Regions from separate parts of the Mus musculus genome. Here region 2 is linked to region 1. A link is a contact called in public Hi-C data. All regions are on one chromosome and are shown on one strand. Each heading gives the region's core, a stretch centred on a gene start, on an enhancer-like site or on the middle of the called end of the contact. The rest is flanking DNA. Distances are from core to core; before and after follow the strand shown.

The links. Hi-C and Micro-C count contacts between places; a contact is called where the count stands out from the background.
Region 2: a contact with region 1 is called in a Hi-C map of reprogramming fibroblasts, with 2.1 times the contacts expected there. The contact joins the enhancer-like site here to the promoter of Asb8 in region 1. A contact is called at or near these places in 23 of 39 promoter capture datasets (the 3T3-L1 cell line, the C10 cell line, the HPC-7 cell line and 13 more), 2 of 15 datasets of contacts at CTCF or cohesin (large pre-B cells and pro-B cells), 12 of 484 Hi-C or Micro-C datasets (the G1E-ER4 cell line, the HL-1 cell line, the HPC-7 cell line and 6 more), 8 of 115 datasets of contacts at active chromatin or transcription factors (the 230-238 cell line, bone marrow-derived macrophages, embryonic midbrain and 2 more) and 4 of 9 other capture datasets (adipose tissue, embryonic stem cells, liver and 1 more).

The regions. Positions count from the first base shown.
Region 1 is chr15:98,144,067-98,147,029 of GRCm38.p6, reverse strand. It overlaps Asb8 (ankyrin repeat and SOCS box-containing 8), which reads left to right and starts at 1,328. Exons shown (of 4, transcript NM_001170710.1): 1 at 1,328-1,429.
Region 2 is chr15:98,046,810-98,049,850 of GRCm38.p6, reverse strand. It overlaps Senp1 (SUMO1/sentrin specific peptidase 1), which reads left to right. Exons shown (of 18, transcript NM_144851.5): 14 at 1,462-1,665; 15 at 2,579-2,658. Among named protein-coding and RNA genes, the nearest start is that of Gm41395, 11 kb to the right of the region's middle. Within about 2 kb of position 1,695, at least 38 of the 459 cell types and tissues checked have an H3K27ac peak or open chromatin away from gene starts, as enhancers often do. A contact at or near this core is called in the HL-1 cell line and reprogramming fibroblasts, where this site is marked.

The DNA of each region.
Region 1 (2,963 bases), core at 79-2,578:
TTTTTTACTTAAAATCAAATTTTCTAGAAATAGAAGGATATTTAAGTATTATTACAGCCAATGAAAGACCCACAATGTGAGGGCTCCCCCACGTTCTGACTCAGGAGAGGCGACACCCCAAAATCACCCACAAGAAACGGGTCTTGCTGCAAATTGCAAGAGGATTTTTATTCAAGAGCGCTCTCGGGCCCATGGTCATACACCACGCAGGGGTAGAGGACCGTGGCGCCCTGAGTAGCTGGGTAAGGGGGTATTTAAAGGAAGAAACCGAAACTTAAGGAAGTGGGGAGGGTGTTGTTGGAAGATACCAAAGATACCAGTTAAGAGTCACAAGGAAGTGTAAAGTTACAAGAGTCACAAGGAATACCTGGTAATTGTTAACTCTCAAGACAGCTTCTAAGAGCCTCTAACAATAGCACATTTGCATTGCAGGTTCTGGTAATGGCCAGGGTGACTTTCTTTGAATGAGCACTCTTTGAACCCAGGAAGCGGGTGGGTAGAGGAATGTTGCTCTCTTTTTTGATTAGCATACCTTTACAAAGGCCACATTCCCAAGCCTGGGCCTAAAGGCCTAGAATTCTGTTTTTACGTTGTTATACTTTCACCAACACTCAAGAAAGATAATACTCGGAGAAATTGAGCGAAATACATCAGTCTCAAAGCCAATGCCCGAACCCTGTACTCTTCCTTCTGTGTTGGGTCATTGAACTACAGCTGGCCCAGAACCTCCGAAGAGAGGTGACTGCCACCCTCCAGGTTACAGTACTTCATCTTGCTAGATCCTTAGACCCTCTGCTGTGTACAAGTGCAAACCTGCTTTTGTTATGTAGTGGGTAAATTCTGAGAGAGAGAGAGGGAGAGAGAGAGAGAGAGAGAGAGAGAGAGAGAGAGAGAGAGAGAGAGTTAGTTCAAATAAGCTGGGCTTCCTCAAATCAAGATTGAGAGGCAGTCACCAGCAGCTTGCTCTGTCAATTATGTGACGCTTGTACTCTGAAATGGATGATGCTAAGCAGAGAAGACGGTGGGGATGTGGTGCCAGGACTGTTTGCAGATATAGACTCTGGGAGGCAGACTAATGGGATGCCCTGGTCCACACAGACGCAGACTTATAAGAATAGGCTTAAAATTCGGGATTTTCCTCCACCATTGGACCAGGACACGAGGCCAGAGGCTAGGAGTGATCTAGCGATCGCGCCCACGTCCTATAAGCAGCGACAGGGGAATGCGTCCAGCTCCTTAGGAAAGTTTTAAGAACCCACCAACGTCCACAGTCTGCGCAGGCGCACTCGGCTCGCTCACACTGGCCTGCGCGCAGGCGCCCACGCACTCGGCCGGCTTGCGCTGTAAACCCCGGGGCTGATGCGAGCCGCTTCTGCTTCCGGGTCACGCCTTGACAGCGGCTTCCCGGACCGATCTGACCCGCGGTTCGGTGAGTGCGGCCGTGAGTGCGGGACGGTGTTGAAGCCAGCCCCCCTCCCCACCCCCAAGTCGGTGCTTCGCAGCCTGTGAACGCCCCTTAGCCGCCTGCCCGGCCTCTGTGCCTCCGGACCCGGCCACCGTTCCCGGCCTTTGCGGGTGGTGGGGGCGGGGGCTGGTCGGCGCCCCGGGGTGCAGGCTGAGACTCCCGGGACTCGCCCGGATTGCTGTGAGCGCCCGGGGGTCCCTGCCGCAAGGGACGCAGCAGCCCTGGCCTTTGCTGCCCTGGCCCCCGCCCCTCTCCGTCCGTCTGTCCGTCCAGACCCGGCAGCTGCGAACCTCCAGCTGTCCGCGTCCTGGGATTGGGAGCCTCCGGCCAGGCCAAGGGTCACCGCGGGGGCGAGGCCGACGCCGGCCCTGAGCAGGGTCTGTTGAGTGTATTTGTGCATTGCTTTAAAAAAAAAAAAAAAAAGTTTTCTGTACATTCCATAGGAGGGAGAAGAAAAAACAGGGCATGGAGCAAACGAGTCACAGCTGAGGGAAGGACCCACCGGGGTCAGATTGCAGGGTTGCTGGCCTCGGGGGCCACAGGGAAGTTGATTATCTTGATCTATCCTGACAGCAGATGCTGTCCTTGCGAAAGGCACACAGTTTCACCTGGAGCTTCAAGGTAGAGTTCTTAGCCTGGAAGCCAGGAACATCCATAAAATGAGTGCAGGGTTTAGTGCCATCTGCTTAATGTACCAGGAACTTACACAACCACATCAGGTCAAGCCTTCTGCTTTGTCCCCTCTGACCAACACCGTTGCTGAAACCCGGACTATACCTTTGCGCCCACCCCACCTCCCAACCCCATGCTTTTTTGTCCCCTTTGTTACAAAGTTTAAGAAAAAAAAAACAGGATTTGCCGAATTCTAAGCCATACCCACAGCCTCGCATACCTTTCAGACAGCTGTTAATGGCTACTGATTAGCAAAAAGAAACTAGAGTTTATACTACATTATCGAATGTATAAAGGGATAACCCATCGCAAATTTGCGCTTCTTAGTAGTTGCATGTGTAATTATATATATATATTCTACAGTAAAGCTTTTGCTTCTGAGTCACACCCTGACAGCAACTTACCTAACCCAGGGGTTTGGTGAGTCCGATCCTGGGTGCTTGATGCTGTGATGCCAATTCAAATATGGATTTAACAAATTTATATTGAGGACCAGCATGTGCCAGGCACTACTTAAAAACCTTCTCATAACCTTTACTCTTAGGGGTGGGGTTGATTTTTTTGTTTGTTTGTTTTTCGAGACAGGGTTTCTCTGTGTAGCCCTAGCTGTCCTGGAACTCACTTTGTAGACCAGGCTGGCCTCGAACTCAGAAATCTGCCTGCCTCTGCCTTCCAAGTGCTGGGGATTAAAGGCGTGTGCCACCACGCCCGGCATTCTTTCCAGTTTTTGATAGGTGCTTTTTTTTTTTTTATAAGGATGCACCACCTCAATAGCTGTTATTTAACACATCTTCCATAGTTAAAGCTTTTATTGTAGTTGAATCTA
Region 2 (3,041 bases), core at 446-2,945, 98 kb after region 1:
TTTGTTTGCCTAGGCAGATATGCCTGCATTCATAACTGTTTTCACAAATGGAGATACATCATTTAGGGACATTATTGTTTGGCAGTTAAACTGAACACTTAGATTTGAAAACATACCATCTGGTTGCACCTTGATTCCTTTTCGTTATTTAAAGCTTCAGGGAATATTGCACAGAGATCAGAGCTGCAGCAGAACGGTCTTCAGGCCTGGCCCATCACCTTAGAGCTCTTGGTTTGGTTTCCCTGAAGCTGCCTGTGCGTCTGTATCTATGGGCCCTTTCTCTGGTCTAGACCAGGGTTGGGTGTATTCCTGGCAGGATTCCCTGTGGACAGTGGCTCACTGCTCTGGCATCCTGGTGTGTAAATATTTGTCAAAAGACGGGGGCTTTTTCCCATTCCTCAAAAAACATTCTGAAAAATGTCCCTGTTTTCATAGTCATATTTCCAAGCTGTGGCTCAGTTAGCCCATTCATTCCTTTCAGTTGACAGACACTGGCTTGGCCTTAGCTATCCACATAAAGTAAGTATGCTGTAATTTTTGGCCTAATAACTTTTAAGCGTTAGGACCAGGACTCTGGACCTAAAGGAACCACAGACAGCATAGTTACTGTTCTAAAAGACATTGCTTTGTTGACTAAGAATCGCACATCTCTTCTATCAAATATTTTAATTCATCATGCGCACACTTGATACTGAAGAAGTGATGCAGTGATGAGAAAGCTAACCACCTCGCTTCGTCATGCTAGGACCTGACGCCTGGGTTCCCAGGGGAGGGTGCTGTGCTATTGCAGGCATTTCCTAGCTTGTCTCAGGGGTTTCTGGTCTTAGATTTGCGCGAAACCGAAGCAGTTTGCTGCTGCACATGGCTGAGAAGGCCTCAGATGCGGAGCTGGGTTTTCTCTGTGTGCAACTGTAATAGTTGAAGTCTTTAATTCCAGCACTCAGGTCTCAGACAGGACATGTACCACAGGTTCAAGGCTAGCTTGGGCTTTATAGTGAGTTTAGGACAGTCTGCTACAGAGTGAGACCCTGTCTCAACCCAAGCAGTGAGAAGAGGAAGGAGAGGGAAAATGTCAGGGAGGGAGAGGAAGGAGAAAAGGGCAGAGGGAGAATAAGACCAGAGCCCAGGATCCACTTGCTCAGCACAGACACTCAGACAGCTCCCACTGCACTCCTGTCTCCTCTCTCCGGTTCTCATCTTCCTCCTCCCCTCCAGTTTTCTGCTAGTCTGGCTAGCAGCTGCCTATCTGCTCTGGTTTCCAGCAGTTAACTTAGTTGTGTGATACTTAAGAAGTATGATTAATAAAGTCTTTATATTAAGGAAAACTGGATATTTAAAAATTATCTGTTGAAGCATTCGTTGAGTTGGCTGCCATCCATAGCATAATACATACGCATATGTTAATGACATTCTGATTGTGCTAGTGTTTGGACTGTTCTAATGTGTAATGTCTTCCTGCAGATCATCAATTTCTACATGAACATGCTAATGGAACGCAGTAAAGAGAAGGGGTTTCCAAGTGTACATGCGTTTAATACCTTCTTCTTCACTAAGCTAAAAACAGCTGGTTATCAGGCAGTGAAACGCTGGACAAAGAAGGTGGATGTATTCTCCGTTGATATTCTTCTGGTGCCCATTCACTTGGGTGTGCACTGGTGTCTAGCTGTGAGTAACTCCTTTATTTTTGATGGCATGAGAAAGAGATCTACGTAGGCAGCATAGCCAGCCCAGTGGGCCATATGATCTGTGTCTCTGCTTTGCTATGGAGGAGAGGTGGAATTTCATAGTGATGCCTCGGCTTTAGAGTAGGGGATGCTTAGGTTCGGAAGTTACAGGTCATCCCGCCGCCGCCTCAGGTGAGGCAAGGAACAAGCATGTTTGTGGTGCCACCAGCCCCAGCTTCCTACCTAGCTCTGACTTGCCTTGTGCATGTGGGGGTTTAGCATTTCTGTGCTCTGGAAGCATGAAGACATCAGCTTAATGTTAATAAGAGTTATTGTATATTCTGTTTTGAATTACATTTCAAAGATATCAATCTGGGGCTGGAGAGATGGCTCAAAGGTTAAGAGCACGGACTGCTCTTCCGAAGGTCCTGAATTCAAATCCCAGCAACCACCTGGTGACTCACAACCGTCCATAACAAAATCTGACTCCCTCTTCTGGAGAGTCGGAAAACAGCTACAGTGTGCACTTACATATTATAAATAAATAAATAAATAAATAAATAAATAAATAAATATCGATCCAAAAAAAGGAAATAAGATAAAAACAAACGCAGAATCTTGTCACCATCTTTCTTATACTGTGGGAATGATCTTATGATAGTTAATTTTCTGTGAATCATGCATTGTTGATCATGGAGAAAGTGGCATGCAAAAAAAGATTTTAAGACAGTTAATAGGCCACTGGTGGATCACCCCAGCACCACCCTAGGTAAACAGTCCCCTTGCTCTTCCCATGCTAGAATACAGCACATTCACCATACTGCTCACAGTCTCACAGACAGTCTGGGGAAAGGTCAAGGCCAAGGGAGGCCAGCTGATGATGCGTGTGTCCTGACTGTTTTGTCTTGTTCCAGGTTGTAGACTTTAGAAGGAAGAGTATCACCTACTATGATTCTATGGGTGGAATAAACAACGAGGCCTGCAGGATCCTCTTGTAAGTGCAAATTGAGGACAAAAGAAATGTTTGTTGCTTTCTGTCTTTCCAGCAATCTGAGTGAGACCTTCGGAGATGGGATTAGTGGCATTGTCACATCAGTATAAATGCATATTTTAAATACAATATGTATTAATGAGGGCAGTTGCTGTCTTGGCACACTGAAATATAGAGTAACCATATACATAGAAATACAGTCAGCAGAACTCATATTTAATTCAGCTTTCTGAAATTTTAAACGAAAAAGTCCCACAGAGATGACTTTGCTTTGGTCTTACTACTTAGTGGTTCCCTTGGAAATTAGAATGGGAATCTCTTACACCCATTTGCTTCTCTTTGTAAACACCAGTGCCTTGCTCTGCAACTGATACATGGCAAGGGGG